Linked DNA regions of Mus musculus: all the other regions are linked to region 4. A link is a contact called in public promoter capture Hi-C data. All regions are on one chromosome and are shown on one strand. Each heading gives the region's core, a stretch centred on a gene start, on an enhancer-like site or on the middle of the called end of the contact. The rest is flanking DNA. Distances are from core to core; before and after follow the strand shown. Region 1 holds the start of Itpr2 (inositol 1,4,5-triphosphate receptor 2). Region 2 holds the start of Ints13 (integrator complex subunit 13). Region 3 holds the start of Mrps35 (mitochondrial ribosomal protein S35). Region 4 holds the start of Casc1 (cancer susceptibility candidate 1).

Region 1 (2,700 bases), core at 194-2,693, 1.3 Mb before region 4:
ATAGCAGATGCCTCCATCCCAGACCCATCTTGTTTCACCTAGAGATTTTATAACTCAGAGCCCATCCCTTGTTTCCCAACACCAATATGAACGTAGACAGGACAACTCCTAATGGGCACCTCTCACCTACTAAGTCACCAGATCTGTGGGCTGGTGATGTGGCTCAGTTGGTGGGAGGGAGAGGAAAAGGAAGAGAGGCATTGGAAATGAGAATACACTGCTTCTACACAAGGTGGGGTTTGTCCCACACCAAGACTCGAGACTGGCATTTCCTTTCTGTTCCTTGCTGTCTAAAACCTTTCCATCCCAGGCATCTTTGAATTGGAAGGCAAAACTCCCCTAAACTCTGATTTTGGTCAGCTGTGGTTTGATCACGGCATTCGCCTCTTCAGTATCTTCCACAGGGTAGGACCAAACATTTCTAAAACAGTACTCTAGAGGTGGACTGACACACAACAGAGGGGTTGCTCCCACTCATGTCCTGCCTCCAGTTTTATTTATTATAACCTTGTGTGTGTGTGTGTGGGGGGGGGGTTACAAAGGCTGTCACCGGTTCCTGGAGATGGAACCCAGTTACCCTCACTTGTGAGCCCTCACTGCCATCGCTGACCCACCCACTGACGGTCACCAGGGTGGTCACCATAGCAGCTGCAGCTGCTGGATCCTTTTATCCAGTCATGAACTTAAGAAAAACAGGATCCAAGAACAGCTCCACAGGAGTGTTTCCTCCTTTCCTCTTCTCTTCATTTGTGTCTTCTTCAACCCTTTCCTCCCTCTCAATTAACTTTTCCACTCAAAACATACATCCACTCAGACTCCAGCTTTTACGGTCAGGATTCTCCAGGCCTCTGCGTGGTGGTGCGAACACCACAGCGTTTCACCCACCCTACTCCCACCCCCTCCCACCCCCATCGCCTGCGGGCTCCTACTCTCAGCTGGACTGTCACCGGCGCGCCAAGTTCCAAGCAGCGTGGTTGCTCTGCGCCCTCTTCCAGTCGGCGTCCCTCAAGGCCGGTTCCATCTGAACCCTCGTGTCGGCAGTTTTCCTCCAAACCCCTCTAAGTCCCTTGCCTTTTGCAAATAGGGATTGTCTCTGCGCGCTCCGGGTCGTCCTGTCTACGCTGGCTGCACTGCACCCCTTCCCAGCCCGCATCTGGAAAGTCCTGGGTCTCTCCTGGGTCCTTGGGGTCGTCTTCCCTCCCCTCCCGGAGTCACTCCAGACTGTCGCTGCTGGTCTCGGGGCTGCCCCTCCAAGATCACCCTGAGCCAGAACCAATGCCCCCGGCTGAGTCCCCGTTACCCCCGCAGCGCCGCCCAGCGTGGCTCCCACGCCTCTGTCCTGGCCGCTTCGGGGTGGCCCGTCCCCCGAGAACTGGCCCCGCCCCGGCCCCGCTCCGCCCCTGGCCGCCCAGGCTTGATTGGCCACGCGCCCCCCTCCCCGGGGCTTCTCCCCGCCCTCTCGGTCCGTGGGCACCGCCACCTGGTCTAAAGAGTCCCCCAAGGGGACCTAGAGGCTCCGCTCAGGCCGGGAGCGAACTGTGGGGACGCAGAGGGCTCGCGGGCCAGGGAGGAGGAGCGAAGGTGTAGGACAGAACTTCGCCAGGAACAGGAAACCTACTGCTGGGCAGGGGCGGCGACGGCGGCGCGGGGCCATCGCAGTGTCCCCAGCGGTGGCCTCGCTGCCGCTCCTCGAGCAGAGCTGCTTGGACCCCTCTGACCCAGCGGGCCTGAGCTCACCCTTGCGTGCAGCGGAGACAGCAGGGACAGCCACAGGAGCGTGAAGCAGCATGTCTGACAAAATGTCCAGCTTCCTCTACATTGGGGACATCGTGTCCCTGTACGCGGAGGGCTCGGTCAATGGCTTCATCAGCACCCTGGGGTAAGCAGGACGTGCTTTGAGCAGCGCCAGCCAACTCGGGTCCCTGTCCCTCTGGCGCGCGGCTTGTCTGGGGTCTGCGCCTGGGACAGCCCCGGGTCCCCTAGGTCTCAGCGCGCAGGAAGCCGCGAGCGCTTCTCAGCAACTTCATAATCTCCAACCCGAGACACATCCGAGAAGAGGAAGTGGTTCGCACGCCCCAGACAGGCCCTGCGAGCCTGCCTTCCCTGCCTTGTTTTGATTAAAATGTGTGTTTTCTCCTCATCTTCCCTATGGCCCGTTCTCAGCGCGCGGCTGGAAAGAAGGGTGGGTTGAAGTCCCAGGCTTTGGCCATGAAAGTAGGCGATGTGCACCGCGCAAATGTGGCTTTGTCCTGCTGGAGGAGATTACCAGCCCCTCTTCGCTGAAGTAATTTCCTTTTGGCCTTGCCAAAGGAGGACTCACTCCTCAGGCTTTGCCAAAACTGGCCTCCTGGGCAGCCAGGGTTCTAGAACTCAGCTATTCTCTCTCCCTGTCCATCCCCTTCGCCCAGTGAAAGGAGTTCAGCCTACTGCAAGGCCCTTGTGATTCGAGTTTGTATATGAACTGGGGAAATACTGATGTATATCATACAGAAAAGCAGCGTGTTAGTTAGGTTAGGACCATTTCTGGTTTCTAGAAAATTCCTTCATGGTGTTCGCGCTGGTGAACAGTTAATTGCACTCTATGATATATTTTAGTGCACAGGTAGTTTTTGGTTACTTCACAGGACTTGCCTCAGACTGTCTTATCTGAGGAGATTGAGGCTGGTGACTGCTCTCAGCTGTTAGGTATTGGAGTCCTGT
Region 2 (2,980 bases), core at 265-2,764, 1.4 Mb before region 4:
GAGACAGAATTTTTATATCAAATTCTTTAGAATGACATTATAAATAAATATATATATGTGCGTGTATGTGTATATATATATATATATATATATTGCTTGCTCTGTGCCAACACTGAGATAGCATTTGTTTTAAACATGAATAAGACATGATTCCAGACTCAAGTTCAAGCTGGCAGGAGAGACAGGTAATTGAACAAATAATACATCCTAATGAATACTGCAAAACTATGTCAAGAGCTATCCGAGTTCATTGTACTGTCAATGTCACCGGAGGGAGTCTAAAAAGAATCATCTATGAATTGGGTTTTGATAGATGATAAGACAGAAGGAAAAGCAAGCATTCTAGCAGACTATATGGACTCACATGGCACAGTGTTTGGAAAGGAATTAGGGGTGGCAATAAGATGACACTGAAAAGGTAAAATATGATGAGATAGGATGGTAAAAAACCCTGATGAATCGATATGCTTAAATTAGAACTTGAAAAAGTTTCAGGCGAATACATGTCACAGTAAGTATGGAAGGCTGAGGCGGGGACACCGGTTTGGGGTGGAGGAAGGGCAACTGTAACAGTCACAGTGAAAGAAGCAAAAAAACCTGGTGCAGTGTGAGTGGAATACAGAACGTAGGCAGTTCTGAGGTCCGTGTTCTGGAAAGGAGGACGGGAAGAAAAGAGAGTCCTCACTCTTGAGGAGCAGACACAGATGCTGGTAGCAATATAAAAAGCATGTGTCTTTCAAAGAAAACCTTAGAATGGGATAAAGAAAGAATGCGTGCAGACCACACACACCAATAAGCATCCTGTCCACACACATCACTCTGAAAGCAGAGAACTGCACTGTTCTTGAAAATGGTGGAATGCACACACTTGGAGCTTCTGAAACATTTGTCTGGAGAAAACCAGTTTTTCAACTTGAAACCGAATTTGGAAGGCCGCTGAGGGACTCAAACGATCCCAGCAGCTCCCTCAGGACCGTGGCTAAGTCCCAGGCGCAAACGCGGTCAAGTGTGCTGAGGTAAACTCAACAGTGACAAGTCCCTCAGGCCACCGCCCACGGAGCTCCCGAGTGGCAGGAAGGGGAACCCGGAAGGGGTGTCCCGCGGCGTGCAGGCCCAGGGTTTTCAGGGAACTTTCCGTACCTCAGTTCCCGGCAGGACCTCAGGGAGAGCACGGAGAGAGGAAGCCCGGCTCAGAGGCTCGCCCACGCGTGTAGTTATTCCACTGCGCTTCAGTCCCCCTGGGGCGACGACCACCCGCGAGGTGGAGTGCCCACGGAGTGGTCTCCGCGCCCTCGCTGCGCCTGCTCAGCGAGCGGACGCACAGTCCTGCTCACACAGCGGCGGGACGTACGGGAAACCCACTCGTCTCGGCCCCATCCCGGGCGGACCAGAACCTCCGCGACCCGCAGCCGCTGAGCGACAAGCCTCGCGAGACTTCCCTCTGCTGGTTCCCGAAGGCCCCACCCCCGGTAAACGGCTGGCCGTTGATTGGAGAACGGGGAGGGGGCGGGGCTTCTCTCCTCGCCCCCCTCTCAAGGTTTTGCTCTGCCGCTCGCACACTCTCGCGTGTTTTCCGAGGGGCTACCGGCCCGGACTGGAGGCGGAGAGGGGAGGTTGGGTGGGTAGGCTCTGCCTGTCCAGAGCCGAGGCTGGCTTGTCCCGGCCGTGGCTTAGTACTTTGTGGGGGGATCTCTCGGGTCGTCCTGACCGTTCTTCCCTACGGTTGATTGGGAACAAATGTTAAAGGCTTTTTTTTTCCCCTCACTTGCTCCGCCCTCTTCCGGTTCGGCCTCTGGTGGCTTCTAAGGAGAAGGGAAGATGGCGGGGCTGTGCGAGAGCGCCGTGCGCACGCGCGAGTCCGAGTGCGCTCTTGTGCTTGCACGCGCATGCGCGCGCCCCTGCGTTTAAGCAGCCGGAGTGTTGGGAGATGAGCCGGGCAGTCAGTCTTCTGCGGGTTGTACCAGACCGACTGTGCGCCGACTCCCCACCCACCCTCGTCCGCCTTCTCTCTCAGCCTCCGTTCATTCACTGCAGGACCAGGCACGAAAGTAAGCGAACCTCGATGCCGAGGTCTTCCCCATCCACTCACCTCGTTCGCCGCCCCCCACCCCCCTTGCAGTCAGGTGTGTGCAGAAGGTTTGCAGACAGGGACTTTGGCGGGGAGGGGCGGTGCGTTCCAGAGCAGCAGGAGGTAATAGCGGGACCCTAAGGTGGTTTGTTACCTTGAACACTTGCTGTTTCCCAGGTGCTTTAGAATGTAGGTTTAAAAAAAAAATTTTTTTTTTTTTGGTCTGTAAAATTTTAGGAGCGAAGCAGGGCAGTGCACCACATGTTCTGTGTTTATAAGAAAAAGTTTTAGAAGTGTTTTCTCTTCGCCAGCATGGGATAGCATCTGCTTGTTGTGGTCTACGTGGTGAATTACTGTAGTGTATTGCAAGTGGAGGGAGAGGATGAGTTTGAAGCCATAGAAAGACGCAATATGCAGTTACCGTAGGAGATGTGTGTCTATTTTGGGTTGTACTTTTGCTGTCAGTCTTTTCCTGTTGATTTCCCTTAGCCCCTAACAAGGATCACCATAAATACATTTGAGGAATTAGATCTGTGATTTGTAGGCATAAGAATCAAATACAATGTGCACAGATGTTTTCTTCTATTTTAAGTGCTTTGTAAAAGAAAAAAAGAAGTATGAACTAACTTCATTTGGTAGATAGACTGCATGGTATGATGTGGCATATTCTTTGAACTGGCACCATTACTTTGGCCTTTTTTGCACAAAATTCTCAGAACTTAGGATCCGTATCAAATCTTGAAAACACACTTAAGTGAGAAATCATTTATGATAAATGTTATGTGTCATCGTTTTGACTAGTTTGTTTATCCTTTTACAGGTTAAAACAAAATGAAGATTTTTTCTGAATCTCATAAAACAGTGTTTGTTGTGGATCACTGCCCATACATGGCAGAATCCTGTAGGCAGCAT
Region 3 (2,844 bases), core at 259-2,758, 1.8 Mb before region 4:
TATTCCTACAGTGCCAAACAGCTGGCCACAGCTGCATTTAGTTCACATTGCCAAATACCCCTCTTATCTGACCTTATAGATTAGAGAGAGCACAAAAAATAGAAACAAGTAAATGAACTCAGACTCAGTATGGCTGATATTGAAAAAAGGACAGACAACTGAAGAGGGTCACCATATTTAATGTGCATCCACAAGACAGGCTTAGCAAAGGGTTTCTAATCCCTGTAAACGGCACTAACACTCATCCAACGGCTCAGGAAAGGGTTTATCTTCAAGGCCTACATCAAATCCATCAGTAAATCCTACTTGGCTTCATCCTCAAACTACATCCGATAATAAGCCAAACCACCTTCTGCACTGTTACCATCATCTTGCTTGGAATACCAACAGCCTCCAAATAGGTCTTGCAGTCTTACCCTGCTGAAGTGAGTCACCACGCAGATGCCAGTGATAGATCCTTCACAAGTAGAAACCATGTCACTTCTCTATTATAGTGTGATCCTCGACTTCTAACAAAGTCCAAGCTCAAATCAAAACCAAACGCCCCCAAATCCTTAAAGCTCAGCCCACTACTCTGACATCTTGGATTGCCACTCGACCCTTTACTTGAACACCTCTGGCCCGGGTGTCCCTTTCTTTTCCTTGATCATGTCTAACCTCTTTGAGAAGAACAGCGCTCTTCTCTCAAATCGTCGTGACTGCTCAAACATCTTTTCCTCTGGGAGGTTTCTCCTCACTATTCCATCCTACCTTATAGCCACTTCTTCAACAGCATATCGTTTTCAATACTGTGCTTTCTTTTTCTTCGTGATAATAAGTTTTATTGTTACCGTTTACCTGTGTCTACGCGCTACTTCAAAACTTTGATAGACTGCTAACCTCTGCAACTCTGCCTAACACACTTAAGAGAATAAAAGAGCGAAAACTTGGGGATAGACACATCTTAGGACTATGAGGAGCCACTATGATGTATTAAGTAATCTATAATTTGCCCGGAAACCATTTGTGGATTTTCAACAAGGGAGTGGAAAGGCACGACGTGCTGTGAGCAGGTCTGCAGGAGAGCGAGCGCGGAAGGAAGAAGCATGCCCTGCAGGAGAGGCGGCGGGGAAGGCCCTGGTGGGCAGGTGCCCGCTCCTGGCCGAGCCTTTCCTGCTGCCCACTCTTGCACGCGGCTCCCATCGCTGCATTCCCTCCAGCCCCACGCTTGCACCGCCTCTCACACTACAGTGCGCCCCGAACCCCTGCGGTGTGCCGGGCTCAGCGAACGCACTCGTGGAAATGCGCGACGACCTCCAGAAAAACACAGGAAGGTCACGGAGCGCACGGCCTCCTTTCTCCCCGCCCCCCAGCCCGCAGCGACGCACCCACACTCACGCGGGCCGGCTCTCGGAGCCGCGGGGCTGGCGACCGAGGAGAAGGTGCGCAGGACGCGCGCTCCCGGGCACAGGGTCTGCCTCAGCTGCAGCGCGGCGGCCGCCATGATAAAGGACGGCGAGCCGGAGCGGACAAGCACCGCCGGGAGGGGGCGGGACCGGAAGTGTGTAACCTGGGAACGGAAGAGCACTGGGCAAAGGGATAGTGGAGCTGTGGCTCTTGGTTGACTGTTGTGGAATGATGGGGACTCTGACCTAGAAGTCTCACAGTCTACGTCTACTGGCCTGTTTGTTTGTTTGTTTGTTTGTTTGTTTGTTTGTTTGTTTTAATGGCTGCTCTAAGACGTTTTTCTCCTTTCCCGTTTATTTGTATATTTTATGTATATCGGTGTTTTCCTGCATATCAGCACACCATGTGCCTGTATTGCTCACTGCGCCAGCAGCGGACATGGAGTTAGGGAAATAATGGGCTTCCTCGTGGATGCTGGAAACCGAACCTTAGTCCCTTGGAAGAGTAGTCCCTGCTTAATCAATGCACCACCTCTCCACCTCTTCAGCCCATTTTTTTCTTTGTTCCATTTTCTTCCTTCTCCTTCTGCCCTTTCTCTTTCTTTACAATCATGCTGCTCTAGTCTCCCAATTGCTGGAATATAGCATAACACCTAGCTTTTAATTACTCTGTGTGTGTGTGTGTGTGTGTGTGTGTGTGTGTGTGTGTGTGTGTGTGTGTGTGCACTAGTAAGAGAACAGTTTAAGGGAATTAGTTCTTTGGTTCTATCCCATCACCACCTAGGTTCTGAGGGTTAAACTCCAGGGGTAAGGCTTTAACATTTTAGCAGTCTTTATAGTTTTTTTGTTTTGTTTTTTTCCGAGACTGGGTTTCTCTGTGTAGCACTGGCTGTCCTGGAGCTCACTTTGTAGACCAGGCTGGCCTCGAACTCAGAAATCCGCCTGCCTCTGCCTCCCGAGTGCTGGGATTAAAGGCATGCACCATCATGCCCCAATGCCGTTATACTTCTTAAATGACTGCCATCCAACAGAGAAAGTAACAAGCACCAGAGGCAAAGGCCTTGGGGGATGAGGGGACAACACAATGGCACAGTGTGGCTGCACCCCTACCACTTTGTTTGTTTGTTCAAGTGGCCTTTTGAACTAGATTGTTCGAGTTTAAATTTTGACCTTGTCTTTTCATGTATTATTTTTGCGGTGGACCAGAACTGGATTCCTTAGACCAGTGCAGAAAGGCCCATAACCTTAAGTAGCTCTTGCTTCATAGGCTCTGGCTTCCATGAGCACCTGCAGTCATGTGCACAGTCCTATGGCTCACACACACAGATTAAAAATCATCTTTACAAGTAACTCCTTTATAAAGTATCAGTAAGCAAAGATGGTTTACAGTATAAAGCATGTATTAGTTTGCCAGCAGAAGTTTCTAAACTGTAATTTTTCAGCTGGAAAGGCTTTGGAA
Region 4 (2,764 bases), core at 94-2,593:
CCAGAAAGCAGCCCTCTTATTACTCACAAATCCTGCCCAGGGACTAGAGGACATCAAAACTCAAAAAAGCATGCACAGAGTCTTGAACCATGGGATCTAACACATCTCTACTATTAGTTTTCCTCTTAGGAGAGAAGTTGATAATGACACAGTGATTTTGAGTAAGGCCATTTCTCCTGAGTCACCATGTTAATTACTGTACTTCCACACCACTTCCTAGTTTAGTCTGAGGTTTTCTGTCACTAAACACTAGTAGTTGCTTTGTTGAATAATTCAAAACAAAGGCTACCTTCCATACCTCAACAGCTAAGATAAAACAAATTTGAATTTATATGCAGTAGGTGTTAAGTTTTTATCTCATTACCAAGGTTCGGAGGGCAGTAAGGTCTTAAGTGTTGTGCAACCAATGACCTTAACCCACAAAAACTAGCTGTCAGTCCTACTGAACAGAACATTTAGTTTATGTAAGGGACAGAGCATTAGTACTCTATCTTGGGTTAGACGGGCCGTAAGCTGGGGTTGGGTTAAAGAACTGTCTCCATTCCTCTACGTCTCAAGTGCCTTTTCTTATGGAGAAGGGCTGAAATTCTGCAGGCTGCCACAACAGTACAGCGCTCCGTGACCTTGGGACAACAATGGCTTACTGGTTCTTAGAAGTCACGTTAAACTAGTGTGTGAGCAGCTCTTGAGAAGGGCGAATGCTTTGCATAGAAACTAAACTCCCACGATCAGTGAAGAATCTGTACTACTTTAATATCAAGGTAGCGACCCTCTTGGAGCTCGCCTTTGTGGCCAGATGACTCCCTGGGGGACCCGCCCGGAACCTATGGCTTCACCTAGTCGTGAGCTGGCGCCATTCCCCAGATCCCCCGGGAAGGGCTCGTCCAGACGCAAAAGAAGCGAGGAAGAAACCTTTTTACAAGGCTGGCCGTGGCGGGCCTCGGCTATAACCCCAGCTCTCAGGAGGAAGCTGAGGGATGCCCGCGAGTTCCAGGTCAGCCTGCGTTTCAGTGTGAGACGCAGCTCTCCCCACGCCCGGAAGCCCTCGCCTAAGGCATACTTCACCACCAGCAGGTCTGGGGTCCAGACGACAGCTTGCTCAGACCGCCTCACTCCAGCGCTTTGCGGCACCACGGCCGTAAATGCTCCGACCGTCTGCCGGAAGTGGGCGGAGCTGAGAGGCGGGGGTGGGCTCAGGGCGGGACTACAGGCAGCAGTGTATGGGACTCGAGGCCGCTTTCTTTGCTGGGGCGGGGCATCAGGCGGAAATGGGCGGGATTAGGTAAAAGCCGCGATGTGGGCGTACCTTATGTGGGAAGTGTGGCTTGTGTAACCAGTCTACGACTTGGGCAGTACTCACCGGAAGACTACAGTGCGATTGCGCAGGTTGTCCTTCGCAAAACACTGGGAGTTGTGAGTGGGCGTGGCCTGTCGTCTTGACAACCGTGAGCGTTCCTGCTCTGCAGAGTTCACTTATCCCTAAGCAAAGTTCCTGCTTCTGTCATGGTAAGCCAGGAAAGTGAGGGAGACAGGAAAGGGGCAAGTGCGGATTCCACTTCAGCGCTGTCGAGGGAGGGCAGGCAGACAGGGGCAGTGCGATCCAGAGGTGGCGAGATCCAGATCTTTGCAGTGACTAAACTTTACTAGCTTCCGGTGATGTACATTCCCACTTTGGCTCTGACTGCCTTGTCAGAAAAGTTTTCATTCCAACGCAGAACAATATGGAGCAAATTTCGTGTGTTGTTTCCCATTCTCCATCAAGAGATCATCAATTATCACACTCGTTGAGGGGAGATTCAGAGTGCATTATTTGTGTTTGCTGGCTGGAAGCCAGAGACACACAAAGGAGAATATTACAGCCCTCCGGCTCTGTCAGTTAAGCAGAATATCAGACACAAGCTTTACCAAGGTAACAGCTGGTGTATCTAAAGCGGAGTAATCAAGCTATTAAGGGTAGGAGAGAAGAAAAGATTGGTGCTTTTCAGTCTCTTTTAAGATATAAGTATGTATTTTCTGTAAGTGGTGGGAAGAAATGGGTAGTGAAGGCCTCCCCTGGCAAGACCCCCAATGGGTCATCAGCCAAGTTAAGACTGCTGGCAAATTACAAGAACAAGCACGTATTTGCTACATCGAAAGGTGGATTTAATTTCTTTTTCCTATCTACATAGCACTGTTTCTCAAAGACTTCCAAGCCATTTGGGGGAATATTTAAAATGTAGATTCCAGGAGGTTGCAGCTTCAAACCTAACTGTATCATGGGGCTTCCAGGAAACAAAGTACCATAAACATGTTTGCTTAAACAGTAGAAACTGCTTACCTCACCATTCTGGAGACTGAACATCTGGGGTCAGGGTGTCAGCATGGGGGCAGGGATTTATTCAGATCTCTCTTCTACTTCTAAATAGTTCTTTAGTGTGTAGCAGTGTAAACTCATTTTTTTCATACGATGCTTATTTTCTTCATGAGGGTCTGTATCCAAGATTCCTCTTTGTAACCTGTACCAGCCATATTGAGCCAGAGGCCTGTCCAGTTCCAGTATCAGCTCTTCTTAATTGGGTGAAATAATTACAGACCCTTTTCATAAGCAGGTCAAACGCTAACACACAAGAAGTTAAGATTTTAGTATATGAATTTGAAAATGCATAATTCAACCCCACAATCTAAGGAAGTATACAATTCAGGAAGGGAAGCAACTATACTGTAAGTCCAAGAGGACAAATTTCTCAAAAAGCTTGTCAGGAAGTCCTTTGCCACTTGAACGTTG

Evidence for each region. Promoter capture Hi-C pulls out the DNA fragments that hold promoters and counts their contacts. Capture Hi-C pulls out chosen DNA fragments and counts their contacts.
Region 1: a contact with region 4 is called in a promoter capture Hi-C map of liver, with 3 times the contacts expected there. The contact joins the promoter of Itpr2 here to the promoter of Casc1 in region 4. A contact is called at or near these places in 3 of 39 promoter capture datasets (embryonic stem cells, neural stem cells and pre-B cells), 1 of 115 datasets of contacts at active chromatin or transcription factors (astrocytes) and 2 of 9 other capture datasets (liver and macrophages).
Region 2: a contact with region 4 is called in a promoter capture Hi-C map of pre-B cells, with 11 times the contacts expected there. The contact joins the promoter of Ints13 here to the promoter of Casc1 in region 4. A contact is called at or near these places in 4 of 39 promoter capture datasets (the C10 cell line, embryonic stem cells, hippocampal neurons and 1 more), 2 of 484 Hi-C or Micro-C datasets (bone marrow-derived macrophages and uterus), 2 of 115 datasets of contacts at active chromatin or transcription factors (extraembryonic endoderm stem cells and pro-B cells) and 1 of 9 other capture datasets (adipose tissue).
Region 3: a contact with region 4 is called in a promoter capture Hi-C map of erythroid cells, with 16 times the contacts expected there. The contact joins the promoter of Mrps35 here to the promoter of Casc1 in region 4.

The regions. Positions count from the first base shown.
Region 1 is chr6:146,500,966-146,503,665 of GRCm38.p6, reverse strand. It overlaps Itpr2 (inositol 1,4,5-triphosphate receptor 2), which reads left to right and starts at 1,443. Exons shown (of 57, transcript NM_019923.4): 1 at 1,443-1,879. The coding sequence starts at 1,788.
Region 2 is chr6:146,576,369-146,579,348 of GRCm38.p6, reverse strand. Ints13 (integrator complex subunit 13) reads left to right here and starts at 1,514. Exons shown (of 18, transcript NM_138757.2): 1 at 1,514-2,048; 2 at 2,889-2,980. The coding sequence starts at 2,900. Fgfr1op2 (FGFR1 oncogene partner 2) reads right to left here and starts at 1,438. Exons shown (of 7, transcript NM_026218.2): 1 at 1,141-1,438.
Region 3 is chr6:147,041,434-147,044,277 of GRCm38.p6, reverse strand. It overlaps Mrps35 (mitochondrial ribosomal protein S35), which reads right to left and starts at 1,508. Exons shown (of 8, transcript NM_145573.2): 1 at 1,378-1,508. The coding sequence starts at 1,483.
Region 4 is chr6:145,209,549-145,212,312 of GRCm38.p6, reverse strand. Casc1 (cancer susceptibility candidate 1) reads left to right here and starts at 1,343. Exons shown (of 16, transcript NM_177222.4): 1 at 1,343-1,506. The coding sequence starts at 1,504. Etfrf1 (electron transfer flavoprotein regulatory factor 1) reads right to left here and starts at 1,166. Exons shown (of 3, transcript NM_133688.3): 1 at 1,061-1,166.